Linked DNA regions of Sus scrofa: all the other regions are linked to region 1. Evidence: chromatin contacts called from public Hi-C and HiChIP or PLAC-seq data. All regions are on one chromosome and are shown on one strand. The core of a region is the stretch at or near the end of the contact, and the rest is flanking DNA. Distances in the headings are between cores, read along the strand shown. Region 1 has its middle 9.9 kb from the start of PRPSAP2. Region 2 holds the start of LLGL1 (lethal(2) giant larvae protein homolog 1). Region 3 holds the start of MIEF2 (mitochondrial dynamics protein MID49).

Region 1 (4,602 bases), core at 1,160-3,659:
ACCTAACTAGTATCCATGAGGATGTGGGTTCAATCCCTGGCCTCGCTCAGTGGGTTAAGGATCCGGCATTGCCTTGAGCTGACATTGCCCAGAGCCTGCCAGTAGTTAAAGTGGTAAAAATAGGTTTTACGCAGGAACTACTGCAATAGGGGAAAAGGGGCCTCGTCGTAAGACCGGGCTCAACTCTGAGGAGGAGGAAGCTAAACATGGGAATACAACAAGGGTGGGGCTCGATGCGTGGAAAATTATTAAGAGGAAACATTAGGGTCAGGGGGAATTCTGGCTAAACAAGGTTTGGCCGAAGGCAGGCCGGAGCGGTCGGGCGTCTCTTAGAGGCAGTGGAGGAGGAGGAATTTGGGCGGATACACAGGGTGATCAGATAGCAAGGGTGGGAAATTCTGGCCAAACTGACTTAGCAGGATTCTTGCTGAAACTGGGCTCTTGGAGGACAAGCTAAAGCACGGAGTCAGCGAGGCTCGGGGGAGTCCGAGCAAAGTTTGGTTAAGGAGCGAATCTTGGCCAACAATCTTCCATTGGCTCTTTTAAACACCAGCGAAAAAGAATATTTTGGGGAAAGTTGAGGGAACTTGCAAACAGACTGGATGTGAGAAGCTCTTGCAGAATTTAAAGTTTTCTGGCATATGCCTTTTCAGTTGGGTGGGATAGCCTTATTTTTCAGAGGTGCATGCCTAAGTGTTTAAAGGTGAGAAGTCACAAGAGACCACAGCGCTGGGTTTTGGGTAAGACTGAGAGTGAAACTCTCAATACCCAACGCTCAGCCAGCGCCTCGCCGACGTAGAGAGGCTGTGGAACAGGAAGCCGCAGCAGTGCTGCAGAGGACACAGAGTACTCCCCACACAGCTCTCCACGGCTCTGATCACTGCGCGCAGGGCACGTTCTGGTCGCTGCAACTTCAGCAAAGAGGAGCCACTGGCTCCAGGGTTCCCTGCCAGCTTCGTGAGGTTAGGAGCCACTTGCATGCTTCAGCAAAGCTACAGCCCAGGAGTTCCCATTGTGGCTCAGTGGAAAGAATCCATGAGGATGCGGTTTGATCCCTGGCCTCGCTCAGTGGGTAGGGGATCCGGTGTTGCCGTGAGCTGTGGTGTAGGCCGAAGATGTGGCCTGGATCCCACGTTGTTGTGGCTGTGGTGTAGGCTGGAGGCCACAGCTCCTATTTGACTCTTAGCCTGGGAACTTCCATATGCCCTGGGTCCGGCCCTAAAAAGCCAAAAAAAAAAAAAAAAAAAAAAAAGCTACAGTCCACACATTTTAGGTCATGTCAAAATAACCCCAGCAGCCAAGGACACTGAGCCGAGGGGCGGCTGTGGGTCAGTTTAACAGCACATACAGATCCTGCAGGAGCCACCTCAGTGCGGACACACAGAACAAAGTCAGTTCTTGAGGCTGTAGGGGGGATTCACAGTTCTGCTTCGGAACCTCCCCCTCTAGTCATGATGTCTGCAAATGAGTAGCTTAACAAACCGTTAATGTAAATAAGACCAAAGGCTAACACTTGTTAAACCTAGGTAGTGCGTTTATCAAACCATGGGGTTGGAAACTTTGATGACAGGAATCGAAAGATAGATATAAAATCTAAAGTGGAGACGTTCACCTCTCGCTTTCATTTCCTGCGTGGTTTACTGGTGACTTAATTTTGCCCGTTTAAAGCTCCCTGATCTCAAGTCACAGCAAAAATCTCTCCTCTTTCCTGCAGCACTACCCTCACCCCTGAGGTCGCCATCACTCCCTCCAATCCAAGGGCTCATCGTTCTGGAATCACGGGACATCACACTCCTTCTGTTTCCTTCTTTCAGTGGCAGAGCACTGGGGTCGGGTGGGGTGGGGGGAAATTGCCTTACCGCCAGAAAAGGAAACTTTCCCACGCAACCGAGTAGTCCTAGATTCCACGTCAGGCAGGCGTGGACCCAGCGATCCAAGCATGTGGCCAGGCACTGCTCCGGCTCCGTCACGTGGCTGTTGCTCCCCTTTGCAGACAGTGACCAGGTGGCGGCTTCCAGCTCCAGGGGCTGCCTCCTTAAGGAGGGAGGTTGCTGCCTTGGCGCCCCGCCCCACCCCGCATGCCCCGCCAAAGTCCCACGTCTCGCTCCGATTGGCCAGGCTTAGTCACATGCTCGCTTTCGAGCCAATCAAGGACAGTCAGCCCTGATTGGCCCGCCTCCGTCACGCGCTCCACACCTGACCTGAGTCAGCCACGCAGAGACCCGCGAAGGAGCCCAGGCCGGTGACGGTGGGGCTGGGGTTTGGGGAGCCGGGAGGGGTGAGACGGGAGTGCAGGGGCGGGGGACCTGGGCCCAACCCACTTCAGAGGCCGGTAGGGCCCCGGCCGGTTCTGCTTTTTCAACCCGTGAGTCCCCGGAGTGAGTTCTGCACGCGGCCGGGGCTTGGCCGATGGGCGGAGCTTTCCTTCTGCTCGAGGTGCTCCTGAACCCGCCTCCCGGGCGCGCCTGCCCGCCAGCGCTGCAGTTCGCAGAGCGGCCGCCGGGGGGAGGCGGCGAGGCGGGAAACCAGGCTGCCGCCGGCTCTGCGGCTTTTGCATTTTCCCTCCAGGGTGAAGGGTCATCTGGAAAAGCGCGTGCGCCGGCGCTTCCTCCGGAACCGAACGAGCCGGCGAGGCCGCGTCCAGACGGCCGCGCGCCGTGTCCCGGCCCCTCCTCCGGCCCCTGTCGTGACTCAGCTTGTCATTGACCGTGGCGCCCCCGCAGGGCTCCGGCCGCCCCGGGAGCGTCCTCCGCGCCCTCGTGGGTGTGTTTGGCGCGAACACAGCCGTTCTCAGGGCTCCAGCGCGTTCGTCCAGCTCTTCCGCTGCTGGCGGCGGGCTGGTGTCGGGCTTGGGCCATCGTGCATAAGTAGTGTCGCGGGAGCCTTTCGCAGGTGTGGGCACGCGTATTCGCACTTGCGTTGGGTGTAGACCTGTGAATGGGATCGTTGGGCCTCGGGTACTACTAATTTTTCAGCGTCAGCAGGTACGGCCAGGTGCACCCTTTAAACATCAGCCCCTTTATGCTCCCAACGCAGCCCCGGTTGCCTTGCGTACTTTCTGCCTTTTCCGCGGTAGCTACTCAAGTACTTTAGACTTTAAAAAAACAACAGAGGAGTTCCCGCGTGGCTCAGTGGTTAACGAATCCAACTAGGAACCATGAGGTTGCGGGTTCGATCCCTGGCCTTGCCCAGTGGGTTAAGGATCCGGTGCTGCTGTGAGCTGTGGCGTGGGTCGCAGACGCGGCTTGGATCCTGCGTTGCTGTGGCTCTGGCGTAGGCCGGCGGCTACAGCTCTGATTCGACCCCTAGCCTGGGAACCTCCATATGCCGCGAGCGCGGCCCTAGAAAAATACCAAAAGACCAAACAACAACAACACAAACACAGCTTTGTTGGGGTATAATTTACATCCTGTTAAAAGTCACGTGTTTTTATGTGCATGATCCAAGGATTCTTGGTAAATTGATGGAGCTGTGCGACCACCACCAGGAACCAGTTCCGACCATCTCCACCACGCCTAGCTCTCTCATGCCCGTTTTATTCTGTTTTTTAATCTCATTCCCCCAGCCCCCAAAGCAGTCTTTGGGCACTTGTTTTGTTGCCAGGCACTTTGCTAAGCAATATGGGTGATTTAAAGAATCAGAAGACCTGGTCCGTGCAGCTTAGAGAGAGACAGATGTGCAACCCAATTGGAGTGACGGGGCGGGGGCGGGAGGGGGGAACAGAGCAGCTGGGCATGTGTGCCAAGCCAGAGGTGAGGATTTCTGAAGCTTGAACCGCGAACATGGGGAGGCAGGCATAATGGATCAAAAGGGAGGAGCCTCCACTTGGCCATCACCCTCAAACGAAGAGCTTAGCTTTCCAGGCCTTGCCTGAGCAACTCCTGCTCTAGAACTTTCCAGACCACAGCCCTGGAAGAGTCTCTGCCCTTTAGCCCCACAATCGCCTGGGCTTTGTACAGGTCTGCCAGCCCCCAGGACTGAGCGCTCTGAGAGAGCAGAAAGCTATGTCAGCCTGAATCATGGCTGTCTGTGGAGCCCCCGTAGCAGCCCTGGGCGGTCTGTTCTTGGCCTGTGATGTGTAAGCTGGCAGCTTCTATCTTGTTCAAGCCATTTCTGTGTGTTTCCTGTGGTTGCTGTGACAAATCACTGCACACGGAGTGGCCTAAGAGCGGCATGCACTTCTTATCTCACAGTTCTGGAGGCCAGATGCTTGAAATGTGGTCAAGGAGCCAACGAGGGCTCCCTCCCTCCAGAGGCTTTCAGGAAGAACCTGTCCCTGGCCTCTGCCAGCCTCTGGTGGCTGCCAGCCTGTCTTGGTTTGTGGCATTATCACTCCAATCTTTGCCTCCATCTTCACGGCGCCTTGTGTGTGTGTGTGTGTGTGTGTGCGCGCACGCACGCATTGTCTCCCCTGCCTCCCACTTAGAAGGACACGTGACTGCACTAAGGCCCAGCCACATAATCCAGGAAAATTGCCTCAAGGTCCTTTACTTGATCAGATCTGCCAAGACCCTTTTCCCAAGTAAAGGAATATTGGTTCCAGGGATGAAAGCCTGATATCTTCGGGGGCGCCGTCCAGCCTGTTACACCCCTGCTATTCAT
Region 2 (4,602 bases), core at 1,419-3,918, 100 kb after region 1:
AATCTGCACCCCCCGCCCCCCCACCCCCGACATGGGCTCCCACCTGGAAACTGGGAGGCAGGATTCTCACCCCACCACAGTGGGCATGGCGGGCAGGGGGCTTATGCACTGGGGACTGGCTCCGCAGCGGGTGCACCCCCCACCCCCCCATCCACGGAAGCCCTACTCAACCCCGAGGCCTGCCAGGGGGCCCTCCCCAGAAAGCCTGCGCCCCTGGGCCCCCAGCCCGACCTCCACAGCGAGGTGGGAACACAACTGCTCGCAGTCCTTCACCGCCTGCGCAAGCCCCCTGGGTGGGTCACTGCCCGGTCCAAGCCTCAGCTTCCATCTGGGCACTAGGGGCCGCAAGCCCACCTGAGGACAGTGGCCCACTTGCCAAGGCGGGGATGTGTGGCACTGCCATGCCCACAGTGGACCCGGCCGGCCGTGTCTGGCTGCCGCTCCTCCGCTCAGGACCCCCCCGGGGCTCCCAGCTCACTTCCAGTCAAAGCCAAGTCCTGGCCCTCGGGCCCCTCCCTGCCCCACGGGTCACTTGGTGGCCATGCACTCCCAGCCCCCGCATCCGCGGGCCTCTGCCTGGATGCCTTCCACCCAGCGTCCCTGTCGCCCCCCAACCACGCCCTCACCTGCCTGAGCTCACCCTTGGAGCCACCCCCGAAGCACGCTGCCTAGTTCCCTCTCTCCTGCCGGCTTCCCACCGTCTTCGCCGGAGTGAGAATTTGTTAAAATGACAAACATGTGGACGTGCCACATGCAACGGGGGGCAGGGCCGGGATGTGCACCCAAGTCTGGGTCCCAAGTCCGGGCTCACTCCTGCCCCCCGTTCCCCGCTTCCCCGACCCCTCGGGAATCTGGGGCCTATGTTCTTTCTTTTTTGTTTCCTTCTTTAGCCTCCCTGGGGTCCACGGAGCTCCTGAGCCAGTGATCAGAGCCAAGCGGCAGCTGCAACCTTTGCCACAGCTGTGGCAACGCCAGACCCTTAAGCCACGGTGCTGAGCCGGGGCCTGAACCTGCATGCTGGTGCTGCAGGGACGCTGCCCCTCTGATTGCGCCAAAGCAGGAACTCCTGGAGCCCATCTTCTAGGCATCAGCCGCCACACCCTCTAGTGACCAAGCCCCCTGCCCAAGATCATGCCCCTCCCACCACTGCTGCCCAGTCAAAATGGGGCCTCACCCTCCTTAGCAGGGAGACCGCAGCTTCTGCCAACCAGGGGCCCAGCCAGGGGGAGCAAGCCTTCCCCCTCCCCGCAGCTGCCTCAGGTCCCCACTTCACACCCCACCTCACGTGCCGAGGAAGTGACACCTTAGCACAACACCTGCCCAAACGCCATCCCTGTCCACACACCCGCACGGCCACTCAGCAAGGGAAGGGGGCCATCCAGGAGCCCCTGGGCACCAGCCCCCGCTCTGGACCCCTGGACCTTGAAGTCTGAGGGTCCTGGCCCCCGCTTCCACCACCTGGGAAACCCTGCCTGGCCCAGAGACGTTCTGCCCCGGCCGCTCCAGGACCAGCCATCCCAGAGCGTCACCTGGACAAGAGTCTCCTCGAAGCTGGCTCAGGACCACAGGAGGCCCTCCCAAAGTCCCTGTCCCTCCAGGCTACGTCAAATCCCACTGACGAGGCCAGGCAAAGACTGAGTGCCTCCGCTTACTCTGACTTTGGGCAGGTGGCCGGCCCTCTCTCAGCCTCAGTTGTCTCACCTGTGTGTTACCAGCCCCAAGAGCCTGGGTAGGGGCTGGGCGACCAGAGGGCTTGGGTGTAATACCCAGGCCACAAGTCACAGCCCTGGGGGAGTTGGCGAGGGGCAGGCCTCTCTCCAGCACACACTAGCGCAGGGGAGGCGGGGCCGAAGGCAGCCCCTTTCGGCGGCCCCTCTTGCCCTACCCAGGAAAGAAAGGAAGGAGCGGCCCGGCCCTCCCCCCCCCTCCGCCTGGGCTCCAGGAGAAGCAGTGGGCCGGATGGCCCGTGTGACACGGAGCCCACAGCAGGGAAGACAGGGGCTCTATCTCCGAGCAAGGGAAACTGAGGCCCCACGAGTTGAACTGCACTTGGCTACACGGCCAGGCATCCCCCCCGGGAGCCCCCGGCGGGGCAGGGCTGGGGGCAGAGCCCAGGGCGGTGGGGGAAGGGAGGAGAGGAACCGGGAAGGGATTTCCCAGCCCCACCCCCCAGCATCTGCCTCCACTCCGCGCCCCTCCCCACCGGCCTGGGGGCGAAAGCAAAACAAACTGGCCCGAGGGCTAACTAAGCAGGGGCGCCGAGGGGCCCCCAGAGAAAGAGATAGACAGTAAGTGGAGCCGGAGCCAGAGTTGAGAGCCGCCAAGAGACACACGGAGGCGGAGAGGCCCGCAGGAAGAGGCCGGCGGAGTTCGAGACGCGGAGACAGAATCAGGGGAGCGGAGGGCAGGGATGGAGGGAGGCTGGCGCGCGGTTCCAGCGGAGCCGGGCGGCCCGGCCGGCGTGCGCCCCCTCCCCCGGCCCGACGTGGCTCCGGCCCGGCCCCCACCCCCGGCCCGCCGTCGCACCTTGTGGAAGGCGAAGAGCTCCTGCTTGAGCTTCTCGCGCTGCGGGTCGGCGCCCTGCCTGCGGAACCGAAACTTCATCATCTTGCGCCCGGCCGCCCGCCGCCGCCCGCAGGATGCGCCGCGCGGCCCCGCCGGTCCTGAGGCGCGGGCGGGCGGGCGCCAGGCGCGGGCGCGGCGGGGCGGGGCCTGCTCGGGGGCGGGCCCGCCCGACGGACGCGCTGTCCGGCCAATGGGCGGCGCGCGGCCCGCCCGGCCCGCCCCTGCCGGTCGCCCAGTGGGCGCCCGCGAGCATGCCCATCGCGCATGCGCCGCGGGAGCGGGGCCTGCCGGGACTCGTAGTCCGTGAGCGGGGCTCCAGCGTGGGCGGCTGGGGAAAAGCCTTGGAAAGGCAAGGCGTGTTTCCCCCCCGCCCCCCTCCCTGGCTCACTGGAGGCCAGTCTCTTCCTGCGACGAGCAAACAACGCGCACACTCAGGTCATGAGGCATCTCCGTCCCAAAAGCCAGGAGAGTTCTGACCGGGGCGAACACAGTGATTGCATAGTCGTGTTACGTTTGGCCACTTTCGCAGGACACCCCTTGGCCCATCCCCCAGTGTGCCAGAGCACCGTCCACGCCATGCTCCCGGTCGGCTGGGTGGTTGGTCGGAAATGCCCTCCTCTGCCCCCAGCCTCTGGGGCACTCCTACACATCCTTCAGGACCCAAAGTAAAAAGCTCTAGTGGCCGCACGGAGGATTCTCAGGAGCGCCATCAGCTCAAGAGACAGAGATGCGGTGGAGAAAAGAGCCCCTTCCTCAGGAGCTGGCACTCGGGACGCTCCTGAGATGGCATCTCGGCTTCTCCGACGAGCAGGGAGGGCCTCCTCGGCTGTGTAGAGAAAGCTGCACTGCCTCCACTCAGAATGACGATCGGGCTGTTCCCATCCAACGTCCAGGCCTCCTTGTCTCATCTGGACAGTGGCCTGGAGACTGAACCTTTCTTTTCAAGGCTGAGAATAGGCTGCCCGAGGCTCAGGGTCCCAGAAGCTTAGGTGGGGCCTGTAGACCAGGCCCAGACCCCCCTAGCTGTGTGAAGGGCGGAGTGCCTGGCTTGTGACCCCAGGCAGCTGCCAAGCCACGGGCTTGGCTGCACCCCTCCACCCACGCCAGCCCTGCTCAGCCCTTCCCTGGGGTTGGAGCTGGATCTGGAAGAGGGCAAGTGGGAAGCAGGGGGCGAGAGGAGCAAAGATGTTAACAGGGCACAAGAGTGTCTGCGAGTGGCAGGCGCCATTCAAAACCCTTTCCTGGTTTCAGCTGATGAAGGCGGAAGCTAAGACAGGTGGGTACAGGCAGGGGGCAGAGCTGGCTGCCCTGAGAGGGGTCAGGCCCCTCGGGCCATGGCCCACTGCACACCCAGCACCGGAGGCCCCACTCTGAGCCCTGGGTTCTGGTCCCTGCCCTGCCCTGCCCCCCCATGGCTGAGTGGCAGGGCCTGAGCCCAGGGCCTCATTTGCCCAATGAAGGCCTCACACAGGGAAGTGTTAGGAAGTTGTTGCTTCGCATCGACTTTAGCGGCTGTGCAGCCTGGAGCAAGGTCCTTGAGCTCTCTGTGCCTCAGTGTCTTCATCTGTAAACATGTGGATGACACCGGTACCTGCCTCCAAGGGTCGCTGTGAAGGTGAAATAAATTAGTCAGTAAATTAGTACTTACAAAGCCCTCAGACCAGGCAGCCAGGAAGTGCCACATTCGAGTCAACTCTTGTGAGTTCTGGCTAATTGCGGTTTGACCTCTGCGCCTCCATCACCCTGGCAAGTCTCTGCCCTTGCTCAGTCTCCATTTCTGTCTTTGAAAGGGGACCAAGGGACCAGGCAGGAAGCCGTCCTGCCTCCCCCACAGCACATCCCCAGCTCACAACCTAGGGGGCCCCGGGCCTGTGATCACCTCGGGCAGCAGGGCCTGCTCGTCGTTCGCAGCAAGGAACGGGCTCAGAGAGCCCAGGCAAGGGCATGAACACGAGGTCTGGGTAATCTCGGGCCCACACCTAGCCTAGAGGTGAGGGGGCAGGAGGGCACCCGAGTCAGCAGCGCCCTTGGGAAGGG
Region 3 (4,602 bases), core at 1,382-3,881, 78 kb after region 1:
CTTGAGCAGGCTCAGTTCCTTCCAGCTCTCCTCCAGGCACGTGGCGTCCCCCTTGGCATCAGCCTCATCCTGAGAGCTGGTGGCCCTGTCGATGAGCTGCAGGCAGAGTGACATGGATGAGGGCATCTGAAGCCCAGGCAGCCGCAGCAGAGCCAAGGGCAAAGCGATCTAGGCTGGTGGGGCAGAGGCAGGTGTAGCCTCGGGCACTCCCACCACCCCTGGCCCACTCTGGCCAGCCCCACCGTACCCGCTTCACAGCCAGCGTGGCAATGCCCAGCACGGCAGCCCCGCCCACACCCAGCACCAGGCGGGCATTGGCCAGGAGAAAGTCCACAGCGCTGCCCAGCGCCTCGCCGTCACGCCGCTTGCCCCGATTCTGGGAGAACTCTGCCATGGTTGGTCCACCTGTAAGAGAGCCAGGGCACAGTGTAAGAGAGCCAGGGCACAGTGACTGCTCAGCTGGGGTGGGGGGGGGGCATGGCCAGCCTGTCAGCAGGACAGCAGGGTGACATCATGCCAGGGTCACTGAGTCAGGGGGCTTCCTGAGAACTTCTGAGAATGGGGCCACTTGCAGGGTTTCCTGGGAGGCCTCCCTGCCCAAGTGCCCCACCCAAACCTGCAAACAACCAGCCCCCCGGGTCTCAGAGGGAAGGCCCTGAGGCCCACGGCAGGGCAGGGAAGGGAGGCCACATCCATCCCACCCTCAGGACCCCCGACGTCGCCAGAGACCGTGAATGAGATGGATCTCACTGCCACCACCCCCACTTTGCAGAGAATCAGGTGGCTGACCCACACGGTGAGTGCAAAGCCTCTAGACCCTCACCCTCCCCACGGTCAGGTCCCAGGGGTGGCCTCGTCCTGGTTTCTGACCAGGGCTGGCAAAGCTGGAGGAAACCAAGGCCCAGAGAAGGCCACAGCTTGGGGTCCTAGCAGCTTGCCCTGAACCCCTCTCAGACCTTTGGGGTCACCTCAGTGAAGCTCAGGGGGCCTCAGCTATAACCCCCCACCCGCCAGTCTCAGCAGGGCAGCCCCCAGAGGCAGAACTGTCGAGTCTGAGAAAGCGAGGTCGCTGCCCCGGGGGTGGGGGCAGGAGCTACCTGCAACAGGTATGTGCCAGAGGAGGTTAAAGGCCCCACTGTGAGGGCAGCTAGCAAGGTGACTCAAGACTCCAAGCAGGGCTGGACAGGGGCCTCCCGGGTTTGGGACAATGCTGGGTTGGGAGGCCTCGGCTGCTGGGAGGCCAGGCCATGGAAGGTAGCTGTGGATCCGAGGCCCTGCGTTTGCTCATCTGCAAAGTGGTGCAGGTGCGCTAGGAAAGGTTTAAAGTAAGTGGCCTGGAAGGGATGAGCTGGGGTGGGACCGAGTGAAGAGGGTGTGACCAAGAGACAAGCCCAGGACACCAGTCAGACGGCCCGGCAGGACAGCTAAGGACGCCTGAGCAGATGACTCTTAGCTCAGAGCCAACTCAACCCCAAGGACTTCTGGCCGCCCTGCTTTGGGCGGGTGCCCGGCTCAGCTGCCAGGTAGGGCCTGCAGCCCCGCACCCACGCCTCGCTCCCAAACTAAAAATAGGAAAGACGGCCGGGGTTGACCCAGCATGGCCCTTGGAAGGCTTCCTCGTCGGAGATGAGTACTGCCACCGCCCCCCTGCCTGACCTGGGTCACCGCCCAGCTCCTGAGGGGGCTGCGCACACCCCAACCAGCGAAGGGGAGAGGGCGCGGCCGGGCCTCCCCTCCTCCTACAAGCCCCGGCTGGCGAGGGCACCGAGGCCCTGGGGACGCCAGGATGGACCCAGGATAGGACCCATCCAGACAGGACCCGAGCTCGGAGGCCAGCCCCAGCCCTTCACCAGTGGCCCTTTCCCGGCCGGAGAGCGCACCCAGGGAGGCCACGCCCCCACGCTCTGGCCGTACCTGCGTCGCGGCTTCGGCACACCTGCCGGCGGACACAGGGGGCCTGCTCGGGCCGCGCACCCCGGGGCCGTCCGGGAGTGGAACGTGAAAGACCCGGGAACCGAACGCGGAGGCCCGGGGGGCGGGCGCGTGCCCGGCGAGCAGACCGGCAGGCTCTGGCTCCAATCGGAGCGCTCGAAGCCTGCGCCCACGTGCCGCCCTGAGGCGCGCTCAGCCAATGGCGGCCGCGCGCTCCTCGGGGCGGGGCTTCCCGGCGCGCTGCTTCTTAAAGGGACAGGGCCGCGCTCCCAACCGCGACGGGGGAGAAGGCGAGCTTCCTTCTAGCTGGCACGCACCCTGCGGGCCTCTGGGTCTCTGTGGTCTGCTGCTGCCTTTCTCGTGAAGGGCACAGCGGCCTTGTCGCCTACTGGGGCTGCCATGTGCCAGCCAGGGGACGCCTCCCTCGGGGGACGAATGAGAACGTAACTGCACTCGGAGTCGCCTCCAAGCGCGGGCGCCGCGCCCCAGGGAGCGCTTCACGGGAGGCAGGCCCGCGGCTCTGGCTGAGGACCCTAGCATCCAACTCCCGCTGCCCCGTGCGCCCAGGCCTGGGTCCCGAGCCACCGGGGGCCCGGGAGCCAGCAAGCGCCGGCTGTTGAGCCTCGGGCGCCGAGGCCGAGTCCGGAGCAGAGGGCCCGGCGGCGGCGGCGGCAGGCCGAGGGGCGGGGCCGACGCGCGCCCCGCCCCGCCCCCGCGGCGCCCCGCCCCGCCCCGCCCAGCGCCGCCGGCCGCCCGCGCCCGCGCCCCGCAGCCTGCCGAGCTGCGCCGCCATGGAGGCCACCGGGGTGCTTCCGTTCGTGCGCGGCGTGGACCTCAGCGGCAACGACTTCAAGGTGAGCCCCCGGGCGGCGGCCGGGCCTCCCCCAGCCCGCCCCTCCGCTTCCTGCGGGCCCCGGACCCGCGGACCGGCTCGCTGGGCCTGGGCCCCGTCCCGAGCCGACCGCCGCGCCTCCGTCCCGCGCCCGCGGCGGGCACCCAGGCAGAACGCCGCGGGCGCGCGCGGAGAGCCCCCACCGGGCTCCGTCCAGGCGCCGGGCCCCACCCAGCCGGCCCGGGTCGGGAGCCTGTGCCCCCGCCTCCCCAGCCCTCCCTCCCCGCCCCTGTGAGGTCACACGCCCGAGCGGAGCCCTGACTCACGGCCGCGCCGCCGTCACTGCCCTGCCCCCTCCTGCCACCCCCATCCTGTGTGGTCTTGGGCAAGTCACTTCCCTTCTCCGAGCCTCGCTTTCTCATTCGAGGAAGGCACTTGAGATTAGTCTTCCGAAGGCAGGGATGCGTTTTCGTGGCGAGTGCGTCTGGCAGGTGTCGAGACCCAGGCGGCAGTTGTTTGAACAGCTGCTGAACTGAACAACCTGGGTCTCAAGGACCAGGCACTGGGGATGAGGGAGGCTGTTTTGGAGACCGGGAACCAGGCGGGCAGGGCTGGGCACCGGAGAGGAGGCGGGGCAGCAGCAGAGGCCAGAGTCAGCCTGGCTCCAAGAGGGTCATCTCCTCGGCAGGATGGGCCAGTGGGCAGACTCCGGCTGGGGTCAGTATAGTGTCAGCCCGGGTGTGCAGGGCCCAGCGGCCCAGGCTTTGGCTGGGACCCCGGGGTCGGGCCAGGGCTGAGGAGGCAGGCTTTTCTTCCTGCCTTGTTCCCTGTGTGCACCCTTGACCCTGTGCCCAGGCAGCCATACCACTTTCCTCTGCCTCCTGCCCACCATCCTGTCTGGGGGTCCCCACGTGTCCTGTACAGAGTGGGAGAGTCTGAGTCACCAGCTGGGAGTTGTAGCCGTAGGGGGAAGGGGACACCAGCCAAGGGCAGTGAAAGCACACACTGCCTAGGCCCCATGCCACAAGGGTGGGGGTACTGAGTGGGCATTTGGTTGTGGGAAGAGCTGCGAATGAGTGAACTAACCAACGGGGCTGAGGCTGGGCGACTGGCGGGGCTGGGGAGCTGTGTGCTGACGGCAGGGTGGGAGCACAGGTGGGACCTTGGAGAAGCTGAGGGGTACCCCTAACCCAGGTGCCACAGCAGGTTCGGGATGCCAGGCAAAGGCATGGAGCCCATCTAAGCACATAGTTGGGAGTGGCTGTGTCATCTGGAACAAGGCTTCCTGGGGCTGAGGTTCCAACAAGAGAGACGGGTCTCAGGGCAGCAGGTGTCTTGGATGTTAATTGGTGGTCATGACGCTTTTCCCCAGTGGGGGGGGTTTATGAATCCTGTGGGTGGGAAATTAAAGCACAGGGTGGCAAAGTGACTTGTCCAGGGTCACACAACCAGTCAGAGATGACTTTTGCTCCACAAGAGCCCCCATGGGCAGTGGAGGCCACAGGGGGTGGTAGAGCAGGGGCACCCCGTTTCCGGACCAGCGTCATCATGACGTACCACCTAGGGTGGCTACTTCCCTGAGAATGTCAAGGCCATGACCAGTCTGCGATGGCTGAAGCTCAACCGCACTGGCCTGTGCTACCTGCCGGAGGAGTTGGCCGCCCTGCAGAAGCTGGTAGGAATCTCTGGGCCAGCAGGGAGGGTCCCTGTGGATGGGGCTGGCCGGGCGGGCAGAGCCTGGGCGGACGACGCAGAGGATGCCAACGGCCATAGGCAGGGCTAGTGGGGAGGGAGTGAGCATCCCGTCCCCAGAGGAGTGCAAGAAGAGTCTGGGTCTG

What was found. Hi-C and Micro-C count contacts between places; a contact is called where the count stands out from the background. HiChIP or PLAC-seq counts read pairs in DNA pulled down with a chosen protein or histone mark.
Region 2: a Hi-C map of subcutaneous adipose tissue shows a contact between it and region 1, with 2.5 times the contacts expected there. The contact joins the promoter of LLGL1 here to the enhancer-like site in region 1. A contact is called at or near these places in 12 of 47 Hi-C or Micro-C datasets (alveolar macrophages, blood, embryonic fibroblasts and 9 more) and 2 of 2 datasets of contacts at active chromatin or transcription factors (alveolar macrophages and skeletal muscle).
Region 3: a contact with region 1 is called in an H3K27ac HiChIP or PLAC-seq map of skeletal muscle. The contact joins the promoter of MIEF2 here to the enhancer-like site in region 1. A contact is called at or near these places in 2 of 5 promoter capture datasets (fetal liver and liver), 7 of 47 Hi-C or Micro-C datasets (fetal heart ventricle, fetal skeletal muscle, liver and 3 more) and 2 of 2 datasets of contacts at active chromatin or transcription factors (alveolar macrophages and skeletal muscle).

Annotation. Positions count from the first base shown.
Region 1 is chr12:60,395,407-60,400,008 of Sscrofa11.1, forward strand. No RefSeq gene overlaps it. Among named protein-coding and RNA genes, the nearest start is that of PRPSAP2, 9.9 kb to the left of the region's middle. Within about 2 kb of position 2,410, at least 41 of the 83 cell types and tissues checked have an H3K27ac peak or open chromatin away from gene starts, as enhancers often do. A contact at or near this core is called in alveolar macrophages, fetal liver, liver and 4 more, where this site is marked.
Region 2 is chr12:60,497,755-60,502,356 of Sscrofa11.1, forward strand. LLGL1 (lethal(2) giant larvae protein homolog 1) reads right to left here and starts at 2,669. Exons shown (of 24, transcript XM_021067985.1): 1 at 2,527-2,669. The coding sequence starts at 2,607. LOC110256131 (a long non-coding RNA gene) reads right to left here. Exons shown (of 2, transcript XR_002337407.1): 1 at 4,445-4,602; 2 at 3,550-4,172.
Region 3 is chr12:60,473,064-60,477,665 of Sscrofa11.1, forward strand. MIEF2 (mitochondrial dynamics protein MID49) reads right to left here and starts at 2,632. Exons shown (of 6, transcript XR_002337405.1): 1 at 2,250-2,632; 2 at 248-405; 3 at 1-96. It overlaps FLII (protein flightless-1 homolog), which reads left to right and starts at 2,659. Exons shown (of 30, transcript XM_021067983.1): 1 at 2,659-2,786; 2 at 4,329-4,439. The coding sequence starts at 2,724.